Linked DNA regions of Mus musculus: regions 1, 2, 3, 4, 5 and 7 are each linked to region 6. A link is a contact called in public Hi-C and promoter capture Hi-C data. All regions are on one chromosome and are shown on one strand. Each heading gives the region's core, a stretch centred on a gene start, on an enhancer-like site or on the middle of the called end of the contact. The rest is flanking DNA. Distances are from core to core; before and after follow the strand shown. Region 1 holds the start of Mapkapk3 (mitogen-activated protein kinase-activated protein kinase 3). Region 2 holds the start of Gpd1l (glycerol-3-phosphate dehydrogenase 1-like). Region 3 holds the start of Rad54l2 (RAD54 like 2 (S. cerevisiae)). Region 4 holds the start of Rbm15b (RNA binding motif protein 15B). Region 5 holds the start of Cnot10 (CCR4-NOT transcription complex, subunit 10). Region 6 holds the start of Epm2aip1 (EPM2A (laforin) interacting protein 1). Region 7 holds the start of Dync1li1 (dynein cytoplasmic 1 light intermediate chain 1).

Region 1 (3,165 bases), core at 402-2,901, 4.0 Mb after region 6:
TCTTCTGTGTTTTCAGTGTGTGTCTAAAGGGATGGTGATATCTTCCTTCCTCTGTCTCAGTGAGGTGTTCAGGTAGAGCATTTCTTGGTCTGCAGGAAGTGCTTCCTAGTGACCATCTGAGGCTCTTATCTAGTGATCTCTGCTTCACTGATTGTTGCTAGCTTGAAGGTTGCCTGGAGAAGACAGTTACCAATTTCTAAGGAGACAAGCTACCCATGAATAATTGCAGTGCTCTTCCCGAGTGGTTATCAGGAACCTGGATGCAGTTGTACAAATAGAAGGGCACCAATTTTCTGTTGGCCACTGACAGTTGCAGAGTGCAGCCCAGGCATCTTTGTGTGTGTTGTGGTGGAAGGCCGGACACAGCCTCCTTTGGGTGGGACAGAGGTCCGGGTGGCTGCAGTTCTGAATATAGTCTGTAGATGGCAGCAGAGACCTGCTCAGAGGGCTTGCCTGTGGCGCCGCCTGCTCTGTAGACTTGTGGGAAAGTTGGCTCAAAATATCTATGATAGGCTAAAAGGTGAAGGTCTAAGTGCAGAAGGGAAAAATTTAAAGCGAATAGAGGAATTGGATGGAAGAAATGGATTTTAATGTTAAGGCTGATTGATTGAGCCGGGCGTGGTGGCGCACGCCTTTAATCCCAGCACTTGGGAGGCAGAGGCAGGCGGATTTCTAAATTCAAGGCCAGCCTGGCCTACAGAGTGAGTTCCAGGACAGCCAGGGCTACACAGAGAAACCCTGTCTCAAAAAACCAAAAAACAACAAAAACAAAACAAAAGATTGATTGGTTTTTCGAGACAGAGTTTCTCTGGCTGTCCTGGAACTCTCTTTGCAGACCAGGCTGGTTCGAACTCACTGAGGTCCGTCTTTTTCTGCTTTCAGAGCGCTGGGATTAAAGGCATAGGCCACTATGCCCAGCTAATTTTATTTTTTAAAAACATAGCCTCACGATGTAACCTAGGTTAGCCTCACAATCCTCCCGCCTAAGCCTTCCTCGCGCTGCAATTACAGGTGTTCATCACCATGGCCAGAACTTGAACTTTTATTAGTTGAGATTCTTAGAACCTAAAGCTCAAATCACGAGGTGAAAAGTTGATGCAGCTGACCAAATGGGAAATCGAGATTTCTGATTCAAGAGCGTCCCAAGTGTGTTCAACTTACGGCTACGGGCTGTAAGTGGTCCAGGGAAGTATGAATGTGGCCCAATACATTTATTTGGAATGACAAGTGAATTGCAAAGTCAAAAGGTTAGTCAGGAAGTGCATAGAAAGGAAAGCTAGCCAGTTGTTAGACAGATGCCCTAAACCAGGAAATGAGTGGCGGGTTAGACAACAACATGCCAATTCCCAGGGCACGCTGACTAAACATTCAAAAAGTTGAATTCTGAAACACTTAGCTACCTGGAAATTTTGGGAGTCTAAAACGCCCCCTGGCAGCTAGCAAAAAGAACACTTCACTCAAGAGCCCGCAAGAGAAACAAAATGTCTTGCGCTGTAACTTTTCTAGATCACAGATAAAATCCGAGGAGGCTGGTACAACAGTTGAAGGAGCTCCTAGCGGTGTCCCAGGGCGCTGCGAAAGTTACAGTGAACTTGACGAGGCCACGCCCCATTTTGTCTCGACTCAGAGGCGGAGTCTGCCAGGGGCTCTGCCCTGGCCTGCCCAACCCGGACTAGCCTGGCCCTTTAAGGTTGACCTAGCGGGGCCCCAAGTCTGAATGACGCGACGAGAAGCGGGGGTGGGGGGTCACGTGGGACGCGGGCGGCGAGACTCTGGGTCCAGGGCTCCGGTCCTCAGCGGACTCCAGGGATCACTATCTCTTGCCCACTCTCGCCTGCACCATGATTTTCGTGTAGTGCTTTGCCACCAAGTGCGCCTTCGCCTGGTCCGCCTTTCTTGGGTCTCTGTATGGCTGGTTCTCAAGACCTTGTTGCTATACAGCGCCGGACTCCTTCCTAATTTGACACGTGCCTGGGCTGAGGGATCACCTCCCCCTGCTGTACGTAAGTACTCTCAGGCAGTTTCCAGCTTGTCTTGGGCCAGGAGCCCAGTCAATCTAGTTCTGGAGAAACCAAAGCTGGGGTGTGTCCAAAAAGTCCCGGTGGGGAGTGACTCTTTCCCTTTCCTTCAGGTGCCTCTGGACGCGCCAGGCTGGGGCTACCTCCGAGCGCCCCGTGGGGGCCATGGATGGCGAGACAGCAGGGGAGAAGGGGAGTCTTGTGCCCCCGCCAGGTGCGCTCGGCGGGTCCGCCTTGGGTGGTGCTCCGGCCCCAGGTGTGCGACGGGAACCCAAGAAGTACGCGGTGACTGATGACTACCAGTTGTCCAAGCAAGTGCTGGGTCTGGGTGTGAACGGCAAGGTACTGGAGTGCTACCATCGGCGCTCTGGCCAGAAGTGTGCCCTGAAGGTTAGTGACCCATCTCTCTGAGGGCTAGGGTGACATGGAGGGTCCAACAGCAGAAACCTGTGGATGTATCTGTGTCCGGGGTCTCTATTAAACATCTACACATGGCATCTTGTTTTATTTTCAAACTCTTCCTCTAGCGTCAGACTCGTGGTCCTCTTAGCCTCACATACACGGAAACAGGCTGACCTACCTAAACTGAGGGTGTGTCCCAAAGAGCGAGGGGAGGAGTCAATGTGAGTAGAGCTGTTGTACCCGGAAGGCAGGAGGGTGTGGCTGTGCGCTCTGGTTCTGGCTTGGGCTTTGTGTTTAGGCCCAAAGGATGCTCTTAAATTCTTAGTTATCCCCTGCAGGTAGCTCCTTCTATGGGGATGCGGCTAAGTTTTCCTTAGGCTCAGTGCAGGGTTGTCCTCCTCATGGCCCCTGCCCGCTGAGGTGGGACCATGAGCCTCTTAGGGTGTTTTTTGACTACTGGGCCCCTTGAGTTGAGTTGGTGGCCTCTTGTGGAAAGGGGCAAGCTTTGCTCATAAGCTGACCCACCCTGGACAGACGATGGAGAACCACTTATCACATCATATTCAAGGTTCCCTAGAGGTATGGCACAGTGATGTGGGTGGGGTGGGGGAGTGGCTTGGAGTAGTTGATCTCACTACTAGAATCTGGTTCGGGCACGTGGCGCCAGCCCAAGAACCCCTACTCCTACCTGTGTCCTCACCCCACCCCCATCGCAGAACTCCAGAATTCCTTGCATTTTTGTCAC
Region 2 (3,283 bases), core at 400-2,899, 3.7 Mb before region 6:
ATTTCAGTTATTTGTGGGTCCACTCTCTGGCTCCCCAGAAAGCTTCCCTTCTCAAGGCAGGGCCACCTTGCCAAGGGCTCCTTTCTCAACCACTGGAGCTGGGGGATGGGGTCTCCTGTGCTCCCCTCCCCCGCCCCAGGCAGGCCTGGAACTCATTATGCAGCAGAGCCTCGCTGTGTAACCAGACTATACAGATCAGGATGGCCTCCAATTCATACAGACCTGCCCATTTGGGTATTAAAGGCATTTATCACCACACACAGTTTGACTTGGTGTTTTAAAATGATCCCACTGTTTGGCCTTGGCTGACCTGGAACTTGCTATGTAGACCAGGCTGGCCTTGACTCAAAGAGACTAATTTGCCTCTGCCTCTAGAGTGCAAGAAATAAACCTATTCTATTTTTAAATTAAATTTATTTTAAACCAGACATTAATTTAATGAATTTAATTTAATCCAGATAGTTGCCTTTAATCCCAGCATTTGGGAGGGAGAGGCAGACAGACCTCTTGTGAGTTTGAGGCCACCCTGGTCTTTAGCATGTTTTAGACCATCCAGGGCTACACTGTGAGACTCTGTCTCAACAAATGAATTAATTAAAATAAGTTTGTTTACTATTGTGAGGCTGTGCGATTCTCTCCTTCCTCCGTGGGCCCTGGAGATCTGACTTCCATTAGGGTTACACCTTTCCTTGCTAAGTGAGCTAGCACTCTCCATTCTTGCTTTTGCTTTGTGATAGGGGCTCACGTGACCCAGGTTAGCCTCAAACTCACTGTCTAGTTAAGGATGACATTGAACTGCCGATCGTCCTGTCTCTACCTCCCTGAAGCTGAGATTACAACACATTCCACCATCTCTGTTTTTCGCGGCCGCGGCGTGCCCAATTGCAGTACAGCAGTTTGGATGGCTTTTTTGTGAAGCTCTGGCAGGGAGAGAAAAGGGGCATGCCCTTTGGGTAACCGTATGAGGGGGACAGTTCAAGTTTCTGCTTTGATCCTGTGTAGACAAGTTTTCCATCCTGAAATGCAAGGGTACTTGTTTGCGACAAGGTGGCCTCCCATTTTTATTTGGCCAAGGATAACCTGGGACTCCAGATTCTCCCTCCGTCTCCCACGTGCTGTGATTACAGGCCAGAGCCACCAGGCGCTAGTGTTTGAACTTCCTGTGTTCAATCTAGTTCTCTACCAACTGAACTACGACGCCACCCTTGTAGAGTAGATACTCCCAGATCAATGGCAGAAGACTTAAAGCTCCAGGCTCGCTAGGAAATTCAGGGGTGCCTGGACTTGTCCCGTTTATACGAATTTGACAGCCGTTGTTAAAGCAGGCGCAGGCTCCAAATCTGGGTGAATTCATAGTCAACTACTTAGGCTGTCTAGGCTCCACCCTTAAGTGATAGTTGTCCCTGCGCAAATTGCGATTAGGTGACACTTGTATAAGTTGGGTCGGGCTTGCTCTGTCCAGGATAGTGACACTCAGCAGCAGGAGCTCAGAGCTCCAGTCTGCGCAATAACATTGGCCTGCACGTGGCCCGCCTGGAACTGAAAGGGAGCCCGCAGGGAGGTGGACTACACATCCCAACATTCCTAGGGCAGGGGTGGGGCGACACCGGAGGCTGACCCGGCCACCCACCCGGACCAGGCGTGCGCAGTGGTTCCTGGGAGTGGTGGGGCGGGTCCTCCGGGCTGTCAGCTGTGGCCCTAGGCGCCTAGGCAGGGTGGCGGTGGCCATTGGCGGACAGGAGGGCGGGGCGGGGTCGCCCGGAGCGCCTATACTAGGCCGTTCCTGTGGAGGTGAGCAGCCGGCCTGGGAGGCACAGTGTGTGTTGCAGCGATCCGACTTGCAGCAGCGATCCGACTTGCAGCAGCGATCCGGCTTGGCCCTGAGAGGAAGGCTGTGCAGCAGCGATCCGGCTTGGCCATGGCAGCGGCGCCTCTGAAAGTGTGCATCGTGGGCTCGGGGAACTGGTGAGCAGAGGCGGGTGGGCGGCGCGGTCTCCGCCTCCAGGAAGCCCCGGTTCCGGGCCGGCCAGGGTTGCTCTCCCGCTGCTTCAGCGTGGACACCAGGGCATCGCGGGTAGGCAGAGAGGCGGGCCTGCGACCGCCTGTCCCGGTTGGACACTGCACGGACAGAGGCCACGCCGAGGAACCAGAGCGCGAGGTGCGGGGCCAAGGTGGCCCGGGTGGTAGCGCGCACCGCGCCCGCGGGCACCTGTTTGCGCACTGGTAACCCTGCGGTTAGGGCCACCTGCTCGCCACGCCCGGGTACTTGGCAAAACAACCCAAGGGCGTTCTCTATTCTCCCCTGCCGATCACCCCCGTGGAGGAATTTGCAGAGGCTCAGTTGTCCTTACTGCAGTTTTGGGATTGGGGAAACGGAGGCACAGAGCGTGAGAAGGGTCCTTGCTACCTGGGACAGTGCTGGCTTCAAGAGACAGTTCTCATTTCCTCTGGCGAGTGGTTCCCAATCATGTTAACGTGGTATCCGAGAAGAGAAAACAAGCCCCCAACCGGGACGTGAGGGTCCCAGGGAAAGGTGTTTGCAGAGCTTCGCGTCACCACTGGGCTGTATTTTCTGACTTAACTTGTAAAGTGCTTGGTGCTTAGAGGGCTTTGAAGCTCCTCCAGTAGTTTGCATACCTTGGTGGCCCTTAACGCAGGAGAAGTTGGGGGTCTCCGTGAGAAGGAGGCAGAGTATGGTGCGTTCCAGACTTTTCCCGCGGCCCAGGGGTGGAACAGTTGAAGGCCATTCTCGTGGCTTCTGTCCCCTTCTGTTTTCCTGTGGTCTGACGCACACCACAGTTCAGGCTGCTAGAAGCGGTACTGTTCTGGAGTCGTCGGAGCCACCTGACTGGTCTTTGAAAACTTGGCTCTGAAAGGACTTTTGGAGGAAACCTTAGCTGGCTGGACCGGTGGCCTCTCCCCGGCCTCCTATTGCTGGCCTCTACCCTTGCGTTGGCCTCAGTCCTTTACCTGGTGCCTGGCATATACTAAATAAAAAAATTTTTTTTCTTTGAGGCAGGTTTTACTTTAGCTCTGGCCTGATAGTTGCTGGGTAGACCAAGCGATCTACTCTCAGATTTGATTGCTGCTATTAAAGACGATGCAAGGGCCACATTGCCCAGCCCACTCCCCCCCCCCCCCTTTGGTTATGGAGATCGAACCTCTTGAGTAATAATGAATGCTCTGTCGTGGAGGAGACTCCTTACATCACCCACACTCAAATTACGTAAAACTACTCTGTTGCTAAGTTAATACTCTGGTGCTGTTGTAGATCAGACCCTGG
Region 3 (3,244 bases), core at 285-2,784, 4.5 Mb after region 6:
TTCTCCTACTGTTGCCTTCTAGGTTCAATTTGAATTTCCAAAAAGCCTAATCCGTTTTTAATTTCACGAGGAAAACAAAGAAAACTTTCAAAAATAGATCCACTTGACTATTAGCAAGGAAGACCAGCTCTTTTGGGGGGGGGGAGTTGGTTTTTTGAGACAGGGTTTCTCTATGTAGCCCTGGCTGTCCTGGAACTCACTCTGTAGACCAGGCTGGCCTCAAACTCAGAAATCCACCTGCCTCTGCCTCCCAAGTGCTGGGATTAAAGGCGTGCGCCACCACTGCCCAGCTCTTTTAAGTTTATTTGAATGAAGAGCCATCAATAGCCATCTATATGTTTCAGAACAGTGGCTTCCTGAGAGGAAAGAATAGAAGAAACTTCTATCACGGGGAGGGAGGGGGGAACGGGACGGCGGTGGGGGAGGGCGGGGAGCCATTGTTGGCTCCTGTTACTCCAAGCTCAGTTATGAAAGAGAAATAAGTTCTTCATATAAGCTCACTTATGTGAAGAGAGATAATAAGTAAGGCTCCTTTAGAGTCTCTGGTCTCATTTTTGTCCCTCTGGTCATTTATAGGGCTATTATCTGTACATATTTAAACTTTTGTAATTTGAGAGATGGTTCTAATAACTGGACTGGTGCCACATGCCTTTAATTCAAGAACTTGAGAGGTAGAGGCAGGTGGATTTCTGAGAAACCCTGTCTCGAAAAACCAAAACAACAACAACAAAAACCAATAATGAACCTAACAAACAAAAAAAACTTAAAAAAAAAAAAAACCAGACCCACATACCCAATATTTTCATCTTTCGCTCATATTCACTTTGGCGGTGGTGGGGGTTGCGGGTGGAGAGCCAAGGTAATGTAGTGGAAAGAGACAACAATACAGCTCATAAGAAAGTGGAGCATAACAATCTCCAACTTCAGGGAGAAACCTACGTTTGAGTGCGATCCCCCCTCCGCAGTACTCCCCCCTCCCAACTCGGCCGTCGCCTCTGCTAGTTTTCTGGAGACAGCTGCAGTCAACAGGAACCACGGACAGGTAGGGAGGAAGGGAGGAAGACCGAGAATTACAATGGCATGCATCAATTCAAGGAAGAACAACTTTTGTTGGAAGCTACAGCTGTAGTAGCATTGACTTTTGACAGCACCCTCAACGAATTTACACCTCATATCCGCACTATCTCGTTCCCGGTATGTTTTGACGTAATACCAAATTGAGAAGTGTAGGAGCTCAGGCTCATTTGTACTGATAAGTGTGTGTTTTTGGTAGTTAGTAAAATCCATTCAGTTGGCTCTACCAGTTCCAGGCAGGTTCTAGCATGGGATTGTTTTTGTTTTCGATTTTGTTTTATTTCTTATTTTATTTTTTTAGTCTCACTTATTCATGAAAAGGTCCTCTGTAGTAAATACACCTTACTCACCCAAGAATCGCCGTTTAGTGTCTTTCCCTGGGAAAGAACAACAGGACTCACAGCGGAACTTTGCTGCGGGTGGCTTGTGTTCCCGCCCGGGTGGCCGGGTGAGAGGGCCGGGAGGGGGAAGCTTTCTGGCGCGGACCGCGAGCGGAGGCTGAGAGCGCCGCCGCCGGAGAAGACCGACCCTCGGCCAGAGCCAGCCTGCGGCGCCCGGGCCTGGCTGGCTGCTTCCCGCCTCAGCCGCTTCTCCGGCTCCCGCCGCCGCAGACACTGTCCAAGAGGGTGCGGCAGAACGCGAGGTCCTACGGCCCAGCCCGGTCCGGTGCGGCCCGGATCCGTGGCACGGGAGGTGAGAGCCCCTGCGGTCCCCTTACTCCCTGCCGGGGCCGCTGGGACCCGCAACAATGGGGACGCGGCCAGAGTCCCCGGCGTGCAGCAGCCTGGGGTAGCAAGCTACTCCTGGCGGCTTGGGCCTTGGGGGGAGCTGCGTCCGACCTGGGAAACTCCAGTGACTGTAGGCTTGGAGGGGGTCTTGGCATCCACCCGGGACTTCAGTGGCTTGATATTTTGGGATTTCGTTGTCAAGGAAGGCAGTCGTAATTACCGAGACTGAACTACAGTGGCTATGCGCTCCTGATGTTATATTATAACACCGGCAAACCGTGCCGTGGTTTGAGGGAGAGGGATTGTGGTTCGAATTTTAGGGACCCCTGTGGCTTGGTCCCTAGTGGACATAGGTGTGGGTCTCTGAACTCCCTCGGGCCGTCTGAGAATTTGTTAGGCTGAGTCGGGTTTGGGGAGAAGAGGCATGGAGAGTTTAGCTTCTCTGAGGTAATTGGTGAGTAGTTCCTGGAAAGGCACGAGCTTAGTTGGGCACAAAAGAGTTGAGCTAGGAGCTAGATGGATCCTTCACGGCTAAGATGTATCCGAGTTAAGAGTGGTTCTCAGGTAGGAAACTTGTCACAGGAGTAGTGTTAGCTGCATTGGGTTAGGAAAAGGCCGATGCGAGCTGGGGAGGGAGGGAGAAGATGGCCGGCAGCTTCTGGGGTCGAAGAATTGGCTTTATGTGGGTCATGGTGGCTGTCTGGGAGTAGAACAAGAGCACTTTGCAGAGTGGGCTTCCTGCTAGAGAATGACCTCTTACTGCGGGGGAGTGTGTGACTCAGATCTGTTAGATTACTGCTCTTGCTGGCGGATGTGGCTGACTGTTGATGCCTGGACTTTGAAGCTGGAATGGGTATTTGGGGGGGCTTAATGAATTTGTTCTAGAGGAGAGGACAGTGTGGACCTTTCCTTCTTACTCCAAAGTCAGTGTGGTGGCTGTCGCCGGCAGTCATTTAAGTAACAAATTTCTTAATGGTATTTGACTTTAAAGCTTTTCTCTGTTCATTTTTTCCCCCTTTGCCCTCTTTTTTGAATTGTGACTCATATTTTGTTTTTAGCACTGTGGCTATTGTTTGTAATGATCCACAAACCTAGACCCCATAGTATGTTGTAATTCTTGGAGCTTTCAGTACAATTCTTCTAAGCCCAAACTAATGTAAAAGGCTTCACTAACTTTTTTTTTTTTGGTATATTTTAATATATGTAACTATAGAGGAGGATGTGAAAAAAAATCTTTATAATTTCTGCTGCTCAAAGCTCTTTAGACCCCTAAATTCATGAAGTTTCATTATCTCTTACTGCCATGAAGTGATTACATTGAATCTGCTAAATCTTTGTCGTTATCATCTCAGCATCCTTGCTCTCACAGGATTTTATCTTCACTACAAATATTAATTGTGTTGAGTGATTCTGTTCTAGAGGCAGTGTGTAAACTCCAGCTC
Region 4 (3,129 bases), core at 470-2,969, 4.4 Mb after region 6:
TGGGATTTTTTTATTAAAAAAAATTGTCTTTGGAGAGTTGAGCTGGCACAGTATTCTGTCCTATAGATTACTGGTTTATCTTTCCAGTCTGAAAAGATCCCTCAGCCTGCCAGTGCTGAGGGCCTGAAACTCCCATAACAGGACTTAAGAGCTTGGGCAGCCAATGTCTTGTGGGTTTGGGCTTCTGGGTGTCTGATACTTCAGCCTGGTGAGGTTAGACTTGACCCCTGACCCCCACCCCCATCCAGTCCAGTAGCAGGGGCTGAAGGTTCTTGAGCTGCTGTTAAGTCTAAAGGACATTTACATTTGGCTCAGCCTATGCAGAAGGAGAACTGTGAGCTGAGTACAGGTGGTCAGACCATAGCGTATCTTTACCCCGCCTGGTACTTAAACTATTCATTCATCGGGGTTCCAGTCTAGCATCAGAACAAGGACCCTTGCTTACCTATATTTTTGGCAAAGTTGGCAGGAATCGGTTTACAAAGAAGCAGTGTGAGCTGGTTGTAGTGGAAGGCCTGAGGGAGTTGTGTGCACTGTGGTTTTCAGTTGCTCCCTTTGCTGGCACTTGTGAACTGTGCCTCAGTGGGGAAACTTTGCTCCTGCTGCCTCCAGAGATAATGAGAAAGGAGCAACTGCTAAGAAGTTATGTTTTCCAAAAGGCTCGTCTTAGCTATCTTCTTGTGTGGTCCCCAAATTCACTTTGCATTCGCAGGGCCTTACATGAAGCCCTCTGCTGTTTCTTCCAAGTTCCTCCTGCACTTTCTCCTCCTGCTGGTTGCTTTCTGCTTATGGGAGGAGGGAAGAGCTGGGTGCGTTCTTCGACATCCTACAGATGCATCAATGATCCAGCAACCGTCTGTGGAGAGCATAAGCCCTAGGGGCCTTTGAGTACTCTTGCCGGTACTTCACCTCATCTCCTGGATGTGGTCAGAACACTGGCCAGCAGTCTGTCAACTTGGCAAGAAGTGATAATGGCATTACCTGCTCTTTACCCTTGGCTCAGCAGCCCCACCTTCCCAGCCTCCTGTCCGCCCAGACACCTACAGCAGAAATTTGGACCCAGTGGCACCAAGATGCCTGTCTGTAGGTTGCAAACGCATTCTAGTTTCTGTACCTGGACCCCGGGGAGGTCTCACCTGTGTCTATCAGGACAGTGCCTGAAGAATTCGAATGCATAAGATGCCTGGATGTGGGTCCTAGGCAGGGTGTAGGCATCCTTGTGTGTCTATTTTCAAGGGGGCCAACTCTGGTCCTAATCAGAAAACTCCATGGAAGGAAATAGAGTTTCTTCAATCTAGTGGCAGGTTGGAGTGGGACGCGCAACACTTGGCTTCGGGCCAAGCGGCCACACCTGCTCCGGTGGGCGTGGCCCCGAGGCGGAAAAAGATAGGCGGACCCGGAGTAGCAAGCAAGCCCTGGAGCACAAAGCGAAAGCGCAGCCGCGGCCTGCCGAGCTCGAGAGGGAATCTGCGCGCGACCCAGGAGCCGGGTGCCTGGGCTCCGGCAGCCACGCGGCGGCGCCAAAGCTCGCAAGACAGGCCGCTTCCTCTGGTTGCCAAGATGTCACGTGGTGCGGGGCCACGGAGCTCCGTGATAGGCAGCGAGCGAAACTCTCGGCCCGCCCACCGCGGTCACGTGTCGCGGCCGGCGCAGCTTGATAACGCAGCGCCGGGCCCCTCGGCGCCGCTCCCGCCCCGCCCCGCCGCCGCCGCCGCGCCGAGTCCTTTTGTCCAAGATGGCGGCGCCGGGGGCGCTGCCTCCTGGGCCGCCGCCGCCGCCGCTCTGAGGGACCCGCGGGCCGCCCGCCCGCCCGCCGAACCGGCGCGATGAAGCGGCAGAGCGAGCGAGACTCCAGCCCGAGCGGGCGTGGCTCGTCATCGTCCGCCAAGCGGCCGCGGGAGCGCGAACGAGAGGCAGAGGCGGGCGGGCGGCGGGCAGCGCACAAGGCCTCCGGCGGTACCAAGCACCCGGTCCCGGCGCGGGCTCGCGACAAGCCCCGCGGCAGCGGCGGAGGCGGCGGGCATCGCGACGGGCGCGCTGCCGGGGATGCGAATCACCGGGCGAGCGGCGGGCGCTCCTCGGGCGCGCCCGGAGGCGGGGGACGCACCGGCAAGGCCTCCGGGGACCCGGGTGCTGGCGGCGCGTCGCCCCGCGCATCTCCACTCCCGCCGCCCCCGCCGCCCCCCGGGGCGGAACCCGCGGGTCCGGGCTCCACCGCGGCTCCGGAGTACAAGACGCTCCTCATCAGCAGCCTGAGCCCCGCGCTGCCGGCCGAGCACTTGGAGGACCGGCTCTTCCACCAGTTCAAGCGGTTCGGGGAGATCAGCCTGCGCCTGTCACACACCCCGGAGCTGGGCCGCGTGGCCTACGTGAACTTCCGGCACCCACAGGACGCGCGGGAGGCTCGCCAGCACGCCTTGGCCCGGCAGCTGCTGCTCTACGATCGCCCGCTCAAGGTGGAGCCGGTGTACCTGCGCGGCGGCGGGAGCAGCCGGCGCAGTAGCAGCAGCAGCGCCGCCGCCTCCACGCCGCCCCCCGGGCCTCCCGCGCCCGCCGACCCCCTGGGCTATCTGCCCCTGCACGGTGGCTACCAGTACAAGCAGCGCTCGCTGTCTCCGGTAGCCGCCCCGCCCCTGCGGGAGCCCCGCGCGCGGCACGCCGCCGCAGCCTTCGCCCTGGATGCTGCTGCCGCGGCGGCCGTGGGACTGTCTCGAGAGCGAGCCCTGGACTATTACGGGCTGTACGACGACCGCGGCCGCCCGTACGGCTACCAGGCCGTGTGCGAGGAGGACCTGATGCCGGAGGATGATCAGAGAGCCACTCGAAACCTCTTCATCGGCAACCTGGACCACAGTGTTTCTGAGGTGGAGCTTCGACGGGCCTTCGAGAAGTACGGCATCATCGAGGAGGTGGTCATCAAGAGGCCTGCCCGCGGCCAGGGTGGTGCCTATGCCTTCCTCAAGTTTCAGAATCTGGACATGGCACACAGGGCGAAGGTGGCTATGTCTGGCCGGGTGATTGGCAGAAACCCCATAAAGATAGGCTACGGCAAGGCTAACCCCACCACCCGCCTCTGGGTGGGTGGTCTCGGACCTAACACCTCGCTGGCGGCCCTGGCCAGGGAATTCG
Region 5 (3,400 bases), core at 330-2,829, 3.4 Mb before region 6:
TGAAATCTATTGAATCCTGTGGAAGCCATTTCTTTCCTACTACCATTTAACTTCTGCAAATCAAATTCAGGTCATCAGGCTTAGTGGCAGGCATTTACCCTCTGATCTATTCTGCTGGTAATTGGCTTATTTTTTAAAATAAAAATAAAAATTTCAAAGTCTTATGAGGAGTACCTGGTGTGATGGTGCAGCCTTTAATCCAACACTCGGGAGGCAGAAACAGGCAGATCTCTAAGGTAAGCTACACAGAAAATAGAAAAATGTAAACCAAATAAATAGCTCCATGTGATTTATTTATTTACATACTTAACTATGCTCCCATCAAAGCACCATTTGGGTCACTTTACAATTCAGTGCTGTTGTCATTTATATATGAAGTTCCTCTCCCTCAAAAGCCTGCATATAGGAGGCCCGGCCCCCAGTCCTTGAGAGTGATAATAGGATTCCAACAGTTTGGAGCTATCCTTGGATTCATCCACTTGCAGATTCGTAATTTGGTGCATCATTAGGAAGTAATGGAAATTAAGGAGGTGCGGCCCAGTGGGGCTAAGTATCTCAGTTGCATGTGCCCTTGGAGACTATTTCTTCTCCCAGCTTCCTCTGCTTCTAGCACCAGGAAGGCAACAACTTTACTCTGTCACTTGTGCCCTGGCACAATGCACTGCTTCACTAATGGTCCAAAAACAATGGAACCAAGTGACCTGGGACTGAAAACTCTGATACACGAGGCAAAAAATCCATCCTTCCTCATTTAAATTCTCCTCTAGGGTATTTATCACAGAAGCAAAAAGTCTAACACAAATGCTTTTAATGTCTGTTTCTCTCCGTGAAATGAACCTCTGTTATTATAAATGCTGTTTGTTCTCTAGAAGGGAAAGGAAGAATGGAGTAGGTGCTTCTGGAACCCAAGGCTATGGTCATTGAGCAAAACCAGAACCAGTTCAGGGTTAAAGCCTTTGCCACAAAGACTGCCAGATAGGGATACATAGTGAGATTCTGTCTCAAAAAATTAAACAAACAAACAAACAAAAATTTGTCACGATATGGGCTAGAGATGAGATAGTTGGGAGCTGGGTAGTTGAAGAGTGGGTATTGTTTTTGCAGAGGATTTGAACTTGAATCTAAATCATTGTGCTTAGTAATCGTGATGCATCAAGCTTTTGTCTTAGACCGACCTACCATAGTAAGTTAATGGTTGCATGACTCGCAATCAGAGAAACCGCATGCATAATGCAGTCTGAATGGCTTTTTCAACTTGGCTACAAATAACAAAACAGCTCTGAAACTTTGAAAAAAAAAAAAGCCTTTTTTCTGGGGGAGGTGGCCTCCTCTAACAACACTTCTCTCATCCTCATTGTTATGGAAAAACAGCCCCTATGAGACTCAGAGCTTAGCACATAAACCTCAGGTGTGGTGCCTGCCATTTTGCTGAAATGCGGAACAAAAAGTCCTTCCCCTTCTGTGTTTCACTCAGGACCTACACTAGTGTACTTCCGGGTTTGCAGAAGGACGCGCTTCCGGGGCCGAGGCCAGCCCTAATTCCCACGCCCAGCTGGCCCCGCCCCGGAAGTAGCGTCTCCCTTGGCCGCTACGGGACGGAAGCTGTGGATGGCGGGGAAAACAGCCCTGCACCGGCGGATGTGTTGGCGCTGTTGCTAGACGACGAGCAGTAACTTCGTCACTTCCTCAGCCCGTGGCCCGCCCAGGACCTTAGCCGAGGCGACTGGAGCGGGCTTGAGCTGAAGAGTTGTCCCCCGCCGGTAGGACTCACCACCAGCCCGGCGGCGGGAGTCGGGGCCACGCCACCTACAGGGAGGAACTCGAGCCGAGGCGGGAAGATGGCTGCAGACAAGCCTGCAGGTGAGGCGCCCGCGCCGCGACCCAGGGGCTGACACACTGCGCGCGGGGACGGCAGGGCCCGCGTGGGGGACCCGAGGGCCACTTGACTTCGCTTGGGTACTTGTGCCCTTCACTCTTCTCAGCTGTCTCTACTGTGAGTCCAGTGGATTTTCTGCTGTGACACATCTTGATTCTACTGCACCCCATCTTGATTGCACTGCATTTGCCTTGCTCTCCAAGTTAATTCTGGCGCAGGAAGCTTGAATTTGTCACGCCGCTGTCCAGACGCTTTAAGGGAAAGTCTATCCGAGCACGCACGGTTGCCGTAAGGCCCCCCCAGGCTCAGCCACTGAAAAAGTTCCCTCTGGTCAGCGTGTCCAGTGGAGTCATTCTGAAAACTGTCTAAAGAGGCGTGACGTTTCACTGTGTCTCCTGCCTGCTCTCACTTACCTTGTTCCTCATCTGATTTTTCCCGAGCTCCTCGAGATTCCTTTTTAAAAGTCTTAATTATGTGTGTGAGTGCAGGTGCCTGCCGAGACTAGAAGAGGACATTGCGTCTACTGGAGCTGGAGTTACACAGTTGTGGGCCACCACTTGTGGGTGCTGGGAACCCAGTCTTGGTCCTCGGCAAGAGCAGCGAGTGCTGTTAACCGCTGAGCCATCACCTTTCCAGCCCCAAGATTAAGTTCTTTTTTTTTTTAAGTTATTTATTTATTTATTCATTATATGTATGTACACTGTAGCTGTTTTTCAGACACCCCAGAAGAGGGCATCAGATCTCATTAAGGATGGTTGTGAGCCACCATGTGGTTGCTGGGATTTTGAACTCAGGACCTACGGAAGTGTAGTCAGTGCTCTTAACCGCTGAGTTATCTCTCCAGTCCCAAGATAAAGTTCTTAATTTCTGTGGTTTTCTGTGGTACTCCATCAGGAATTTTTCCCATTAGGGAATTATGAGAGCCCATTTATTACCTGGAAAGTCTGCTATATTTCTTTGAAGAAAGTAATGTTTAGAGAGTGGGGCGGAATTGATTGGTTGATTGATTGATTGATTGATTGAGGCAGGGTCTCACTATGTATGTAGCCTTGGCTGTCCTGGAGCTCGCTATATAGACCAGGCTATTCTCAAACTCACTAGACATAAAGCCTCCTGAGTGCTAAATTAAAGTTGTGTGCCATTATACCCACTGCCATAGAATTTTAGCTAGGTGATCAGAGAAAATCTATTGTGAGGTGATTCCTTTTTTAAAGTTATTTTTAACTTTGGGTGTATGCACGTGAGGACAAATGCCTGAAGATGCTGTCCGAGGAGTTGGGTCACGCAGAGCTGGAGTTACAGGTAGTTGTGGGTGCTGGGAATCAAACTCAGGCCCTCTGAAGAGCAGTGTGTGCTTTTAATCACTGAGCACCAAGGTGATTTGCATGTCTTGGCTTTCAAGGATCAAATCCAATCATCAGGGCGCAAGTATCTTTACCCACCGAGCCCCTGCTGATCCAGCTCCTGCTGGGATAGTATTGAGCACAGATCTGAATAAAGTGAAGGGGTGATCCTGTTGGTGTG
Region 6 (3,144 bases), core at 124-2,623:
CTTACCCTCAAAGGTGCAGATGCGTTCAAAGGCAGCAGCAGCAAAGACTTTACTGATCTGCAGTTCTTCACTGATCTCTCGAAGATAGTCCATAATATCTACCAAGAAACCAAAATCACAAAGCCACTGCTTGTCTGAGAAATGAACTGTTGTTGCCCCCACTGAGACCAAGAACGCCTCGATTTCTTTTCTTAGTGAAAATATTAGTTTTAACGTTTTGCCTCTTCTCAGCCAGTTGTTCAAACACCGTCCGTTAACTCTTTCACCATGCTCTGACTCAGACTCAGTTAGTAGAGGCTGAAACTCCGGTCGCCTAACACCTCTGGTCTTAATCATAACTACCCATTCAGATATGGTATTTATGATCTGATTAATATCAACATCATAAGAACTCAACAGTTCCAAGTGAAGAAATCCCGAATAGTGGATTACGTTCCAACAGTTGGGACTCACGGCCTTCTCTCTCATGTAGGAGACCAGTCCGGAGTTCTCGCCGATCATCCTTAAAGTGTGGGTCGTGGTCAGTCCAACCATTCGCTGTAAGCTGAGCCCTGCTGTCTGCAGGGCTTCCAGAATTGCCGACATGAGAGCCCCAACACTGAAGTGATGAGTCAGGTTGATAATCGTCAGAAGATCTTCTTGCACCTCCAGGTCGCGGCCGACGCCACGGATGAAGACCAGCAGGTAGTTCTCATAGGCCACAAAAGCCTGGTCATCCAAAGCAAGGGAATAGGCCTTAAAGTCCCTGGCTCGGTTAAACAGCTGGCTGCGGAGGTTGCTGTCAATGCTCAGAATCCTCTGCCGTGTGATCTCTGGAGACAAGTCAATGCCTTCCAGGACGCCGACGTGATCCGGCAGCACCTCTCTCAGCAACACCTCCATGCACTGGTGTACGAAGTCACCCTCACCCCAGCCGCGACCCTTCAAGGCCAAGAAGCGGCAGAGGCCGAGGCCTGCCCGGGTCGCTCTCTCCTCCGGAGTGAGCACGGCGGCCAAAGACATGTCACCCTGCCGCAGACGCTCGACCAGGGCCGCGCGTTCCTCGTCCCCTACAAACCGCTCGTAGAATTCGTGCTCGGCCTCGTAGTGGCGCCTCACGTCGCGTTCCCGAGTAGAGGCGACCAGGCGGCGACACACCAGGCACAGGGCCCCGTCACCCTCCGCAGGCTCCACCACCAGGTATCGCTGGGTCCACTCGGGCCGGAACACCAGAGCCTCGTCGACTTCCATCCTAATCCTCTTGGGCGTCATCCACATTCTGCGGAGGCCACAGGAGAACGCCGAGCTCTGAGGCCGCAGCAAACGGGGAGGAGCCCGACGAACGCCAAGCACCCCCTGGGTTCTGCGCCAGATCACCCGAGCAGGGGTGCACCAGCCTCCGCCAGGGCACCTCCGTTCCTATTGGCTGGAGATTTCGTATTCCCTCAGCTCTCAGAAATGAGCCAATAGGAAGAGCGGACCGTGAACTTTGACGCGCAAGCGCGTTGCCTTCTAGCCTGGTGTCGGGCCGCTGTTTAGAGCGGGACAGAGATCCCAGGAACTGACGTGTAAAAGCGCTTGACTGGCATTCATGCTGCCCAATCAGCACTTGCCGCTGGGAAGACGGCGCAGGACTGCAGTCGGCCGAAGCTGAAGGAAGAACTTGAGCGTGAGGAGCTCGAGTGATTGGCTGACTGGGAACTCGGGCGCCAATATGGCGTTTGTAGCAGGAGTTATTCGGCGTCTGGACGAGACGGTAGTGAACCGCATAGCGGCGGGGGAAGTCATTCAGCGGCCGGCCAATGCTATCAAAGAGATGATAGAAAACTGGTACGGAGGGAGCGGAGCCGAGTTCCCCGACTGAGAGCCGGGGCGGGCCGACCCACCTGCTGCAGTCGGCCACCGTGCGGGGCACCGAGCACGGGGACCGTGGGGGCATCGGGCACAGGGACCCTGCGCGTGCCAGGCTGGTTTCCCATTATGCACACGGCCGAAGGTCCTCACGACTTGCGCGAGACCTGTTTGGGTCGCAAGTAGGGGAAGCACGCGTGGTATTGGTTTAATGGTATCTTCCTGGAGTATGCGGCTCGCCGCCACGTTACATACAACGAAGATGCGCGGCTGACGATGTGTGAATGTGTAAGGGTGGAAGAGAAACAGTCTTCAGAGTGTGCCATTTTAGGTTTATCATTCATTCCCGGAATAATCCCTACACATCCAAGGCACAGTTTCTTCTGAGTTTTATTCAGACGTATCAGGACATGGGGCTTTTTTTCTGACTCTCCTCTTGTCAAATTAGTGAGTGACCCTAGTCTGAGACTTAGACCTGCATCTGAGACTTAGACCCGTCAGGTTGTGGAGGGGAGAAGTTAAACGTGTACTGTTTAACCTTTAATAGGCACAGTGAATAGTATACCCCAAAGTAGACACACCACCAAATAAGTTCAAAAAGGACACTGTGTACATAAGGACTTTGTGTTAATATCAGTTGATGGTTGTGAAAGCCAAAGAAGACAAATGTTCAGAAGTGCACTGAAAAGACAAAGCATTCAGAACGATGACACTGAGATAAATGACCTCAGGCCCTCTTTGGGGTCCAAAGACCTTTATGCAGGAGTCACCTAAGACCATCGTGAAATTCTGATATTTACATTACAATTCAGAGCAATAGCAAAATTGCAGTTATGAAGTAGCAACAAAATAATTTTATAGTTAAGAGTCACCACAATGTAACAATGGGTCCCAGTTTTAAGAAGGTTGAGAACCACTGCCACAGGGAGGAAAGGAAACTGAAGAGATAACCAGAGGAAGGAGCAGGGAGCCCTCGGACATTTGATTTGGTGTCAATAGGCTGCCCTAGGATAGGTTTTGCTTTTACTGTGTTAGGATGACCTGGAGAACTTGTTCACTTAATTGTACTATGCCTGAATCACCTACAATAAAAAACTAAGCTTAAAAGTAGCATAGCAACGCATGCAAGCAGAGATTATGCACAGATCCTACTTAAATATTTAAGTCGAGGTTTTTGATACAGAGGTGCTAAGAAAAGTTTATTACTTAAGTAACTTACTGGCTTCTTGTTTTTAAAAAAGGCATTTTCCTGAGAGGAGTTGAAAGCTTCCATTTTTCATGTAGCCCCAGGTCAAATTTGTTTCCTGTGGTAGA
Region 7 (3,381 bases), core at 193-2,692, 3.4 Mb before region 6:
TTCCCAAAGCACAGGCATGTGTTGTGTTGTGTTTTGTGTGTGTGTGTGTGTGTGTGTGCATGTAACTGGTGGTGGTGGGGTCATAGAGAATGAGTCATTTCTTCCTACCGACTCATTCATTGTCACCCGTGGAGAATCTCAGGTAACTAAAACTCTTCAAGCACAGTTTCTCAGCCTTTTGGCTAAAATCAAAGAGTCTGAAGTCTCGAAACACCCACTTCCAAGTTGTAAAATATTACTGTCACCCTATTATACACTCCAATATCCTGCATGTAAAAAGAAAAGGTGGGGGTTGGAATTCCTCCCAGAGCTGGAAAGACCTGCAAAACTGTTAAGTGGGATTGTTTATTGTCCCTGGGTCCTTTATCCTCACTTTGCAGCCAGTAGATTTAAAAAAAAAAAAAAAAAAAAACCTAAGAGAAAGGGGAGACATGTCTCCCTTATTCCAGCCATTCCGCTGAGGGCACTAAATGAGAACGCTGTTCTACTGCCCTTTACAAATTTCAGAGTTATTAGGTGACAGTTAAAAAGGCAACTGCAACCCGAGCACCCAGCACTGGGAGAACGGGAGAACGCTGATTCAAATAACACTCCTCACGACCCAGTCTCTGGCTCCTGTCAATTACACAAAAGAGTCTGCTATTAAATATTGATGGCATGCATTTGCGCTGGGGCTCTCACCAAGAGCCCTCATGCTACCAATCTCTGTCAAAAACTGTCCCCGTCTTTCTAGGTAGAATCCCAGACCACTGGGAGTGCCTCGGGTGTTATGTTCATTCTGTCTCTCCCAGAGGAGATGACAGAGCCACCCCACATCCCAGGGAGGAGAAAAGACCGGAGGGTCCAGGCCGGAAGGACCAGGGACCCCTTGTCCCCCCAGCTGTCAGCAGCAAGCCGGGAGGCGGGGCGCAGCCGGGCCCGAGTGTCCGCACAAAGGCAGTGGGCGAACGGATGTGACCGTGCACCCGGGCCACATCGGATATCACTTACCCAGCAGCAGCACGTTCTTCCCGGTCGGGAGCTTGGAGCGCGAGCGCGTGGAGACCTCGCTGAGGATGCAGGACCTAACAGGGAGCAAGGCGCAGGCTAAGTAAGGCCGGGCCCGACCGAGGACGAGAACCGCCGGGCCCAGCTCCCGGGAGGCCCCGCCCGTCTCCCAGCTCCCGCGGGGCTCGGGGATCCCAGAGGCGTCCGCCCTGGCGAGGAGATAACCCGCGGGGGACCGGAGAGGGGTGCGGTCCTTACCAAAGGTTCTGCCCGTCCTCATCGTCGCCCGCCGCGGGGCCGCCGCTGCCCGACGCTAGCTCGTTGGCTAGGGGTCCGCTGGCGTAGGTCGAGGCTAGCCCGGGTGGAGATGAACCGAACGAGCCGACTCGCCCCACGGCCGCCATCTTGGTCGGGAATCACACCACTCCTGACAGGGCTGGAAGAACGAAGCGGCGACTGCGGCGGCGGCGGCAGCAGCGGCGGACGGAACCCGGATATGGACGCTCCGGGCTCGGGAGCCGACCGCGCCTGCGGGGGCGGGGACCAAGCCTGAGGGCGGGGTCTGGGGAGGGGTTGTCCAAGGAGCAGGGCGCTGCTGCACATGCGCGGCAGCAGACCGGGTCGCGCATGCGCGGCCTGATTCTCTGCTTGGACTGTGGTAATGCTGGTTTTCCCTGTGTCTCCAAGCTGAAACGCCGCCCAAAGTGCACCACCCGTCATCCCGGTTGCCCGCCGGGCGTGCCGGGCATGTCAGTAAGCGAAGCAGCTTCCCACCTTTCAGTGGGGCGGTAACCTGGGACCGGCGTGGATATCCAGCGCTGCCCACCCTTCAGTTGGGCCAAGTGGGGTTCAACAGCCTTAACTACCCCGGTCCTGGATTTCTGCTCTTTCCTCCTTAAATTCTAAAAGGACGATGAGTACCTCAAGGTGGACCCACATCTGGAGCCGGTTCTTCCAGACTCTTTGCGACTGCGAGACATAAATGTTGGCAACACTTGGAAAATTAATGGTCTTGATGGATTTGTGTTTTGGTTTGTTTTCTGATGGGAATCTCACGTAGCCCAGGCTAGAGTCTTTACCGATCTGCTTGCCTGTGGGTCCTAAGTGCTGAGGCAGGTGAACCGGTGCACATCACTATGCCCACCTCTGGTCTGATGTCTGATGTTTCAGATTCCTGTGAGATCTGAAAAGACTCCCTACAGGAGTCGGCTCTCCGTTACCATGGTTAATACACAAGCACGGAGAACCTAAGCCAGACCCCAGATAATTCTCTACTAGAACTTGATTAGCTAAATATAATGGAAAATCTAAGGCCTGTTTCCAGAAAGAGTCGATGGCTTTAAGGCTGTCGTGCGCCCCATAAGAACAATTGCTGAAGATAGTCTGACTTTTGAACATTTTTTCCCCTTACTTTGAAGAGAGCTCGTTCACGTGACCCGAGTGATGATGCTACTATGCAAGCGAGAAAATCCACAACCCCGCGCTGCATTTGCTACAGGCACTGCATTTACTAGGGTTTGTCCACTCGCTAATCTCGAGTTCAGACCCTAGTAATGTGGGATAAAGGGAAGATTAAATGGGATGATTCACATAAAAGATTTATAACTGTGCCCAGAAAATCATAAGTGTTCAGCGCGTGGTAATTACTGTTTTTATTTTTAAATCTTCTGTCAAAGATATATTTATTACTTTATGTATACAGGTATTTTGCCTGGATGTATGTCTGTGCACCACATGAATGTCTATGCCCTGGTGCCAGTAGAGGCCCGAAGGGAGCATCAATTCCCTGGAACGTGGATTGGGTTGAGAGCTAGCATGTGGGTGCTGGGAATTGAATCTAAGTCCTCTGGAAAGGAGCAAGTGCTCTTCTATTTGTTTGTTTGTTTGTTTGTTTATATGAGTACACTGTCACTGTCTTCAGACACACCAGAAGAGAACATCATATCCCATTACAGATGGTTGTGAGCCACCATGTAGTTGCAGGGAATTGAACTCAGGACCTCTGGAAGAGCAGTTGGTTCTCTTAACTGCTGAGCCATCTCTCCAGCCCAAGCAAGTGCTCTTAATTGCTGAGCTATATCTGCAGTCCTGTTAATCTGTGTGTGTCTGTGTGTTGATGCATGTGTCTTTGTGTTTATGCATGTGTATGTGTATATTTATGCATGTGTGTGTCTGTATATCTGTGTGTGTGTCTGTGTGTTTATGTGTGTGTGTGTGTGTGTGTTCATTCTCAAGAAAACAATGTTGGGTGTCAGTCCCCACCTTCCCCCTTGTTTGAGGTGGGGTCTCTTGGAGTTGGTCCATTTGTGGTTTGTCACTTCGTGGACCACACAAGTTGACCCTGGAGCATCCACCTCTCAGTTGATGTAGAAACACTGCTTGTCTGGCTTTACC

The links. Promoter capture Hi-C pulls out the DNA fragments that hold promoters and counts their contacts. Hi-C and Micro-C count contacts between places; a contact is called where the count stands out from the background.
Region 1: a contact with region 6 is called in a Hi-C map of CD8 T cells, with 6 times the contacts expected there. The contact joins the promoter of Mapkapk3 here to the promoter of Epm2aip1 in region 6. A contact is called at or near these places in 2 of 484 Hi-C or Micro-C datasets (CD4 T cells and CD8 T cells).
Region 2: a contact with region 6 is called in a promoter capture Hi-C map of liver, with 5 times the contacts expected there. The contact joins the promoter of Gpd1l here to the promoter of Epm2aip1 in region 6. A contact is called at or near these places in 2 of 39 promoter capture datasets (cranial neural crest and liver).
Region 3: a promoter capture Hi-C map of pre-B cells shows a contact between it and region 6, with 3 times the contacts expected there. The contact joins the promoter of Rad54l2 here to the promoter of Epm2aip1 in region 6. A contact is called at or near these places in 2 of 39 promoter capture datasets (liver and pre-B cells).
Region 4: a contact with region 6 is called in a Hi-C map of CD8 T cells, with 10 times the contacts expected there. The contact joins the promoter of Rbm15b here to the promoter of Epm2aip1 in region 6. A contact is called at or near these places in 2 of 39 promoter capture datasets (liver and pre-B cells) and 3 of 484 Hi-C or Micro-C datasets (CD4 T cells, CD8 T cells and double positive thymocytes).
Region 5: a promoter capture Hi-C map of pre-B cells shows a contact between it and region 6. The contact joins the promoter of Cnot10 here to the promoter of Epm2aip1 in region 6. A contact is called at or near these places in 3 of 39 promoter capture datasets (cranial neural crest, maxillary cranial neural crest and pre-B cells).
Region 7: a promoter capture Hi-C map of cranial neural crest shows a contact between it and region 6. The contact joins the promoter of Dync1li1 here to the promoter of Epm2aip1 in region 6.

What each region holds. Positions count from the first base shown.
Region 1 is chr9:107,288,363-107,291,527 of GRCm38.p6, reverse strand. It overlaps Mapkapk3 (mitogen-activated protein kinase-activated protein kinase 3), which reads left to right and starts at 1,651. Exons shown (of 11, transcript NM_178907.3): 1 at 1,651-2,003; 2 at 2,132-2,408. The coding sequence starts at 2,184.
Region 2 is chr9:114,932,353-114,935,635 of GRCm38.p6, reverse strand. Gpd1l (glycerol-3-phosphate dehydrogenase 1-like) reads left to right here and starts at 1,649. Exons shown (of 8, transcript NM_175380.5): 1 at 1,649-1,965. The coding sequence starts at 1,919.
Region 3 is chr9:106,787,503-106,790,746 of GRCm38.p6, reverse strand. It overlaps Rad54l2 (RAD54 like 2 (S. cerevisiae)), which reads left to right and starts at 1,534. Exons shown (of 22, transcript NM_030730.2): 1 at 1,534-1,767.
Region 4 is chr9:106,885,665-106,888,793 of GRCm38.p6, reverse strand. It overlaps Rbm15b (RNA binding motif protein 15B), which reads left to right and starts at 1,719. Exons shown (of 1, transcript NM_175402.5): 1 at 1,719-3,129. The coding sequence starts at 1,827. It overlaps Manf (mesencephalic astrocyte-derived neurotrophic factor), which reads left to right. Exons shown (of 4, transcript NM_029103.4): 4 at 1-41.
Region 5 is chr9:114,638,379-114,641,778 of GRCm38.p6, reverse strand. Cnot10 (CCR4-NOT transcription complex, subunit 10) reads left to right here and starts at 1,579. Exons shown (of 20, transcript NM_153585.5): 1 at 1,579-1,860. The coding sequence starts at 1,839.
Region 6 is chr9:111,270,074-111,273,217 of GRCm38.p6, reverse strand. Epm2aip1 (EPM2A (laforin) interacting protein 1) reads right to left here and starts at 1,373. Exons shown (of 1, transcript NM_175266.4): 1 at 1-1,373. The coding sequence starts at 1,257. It overlaps Mlh1 (mutL homolog 1), which reads left to right and starts at 1,610. Exons shown (of 19, transcript NM_026810.2): 1 at 1,610-1,809. The coding sequence starts at 1,694.
Region 7 is chr9:114,686,892-114,690,272 of GRCm38.p6, reverse strand. It overlaps Dync1li1 (dynein cytoplasmic 1 light intermediate chain 1), which reads right to left and starts at 1,442. Exons shown (of 13, transcript NM_146229.2): 1 at 1,246-1,442; 2 at 991-1,064. The coding sequence starts at 1,391.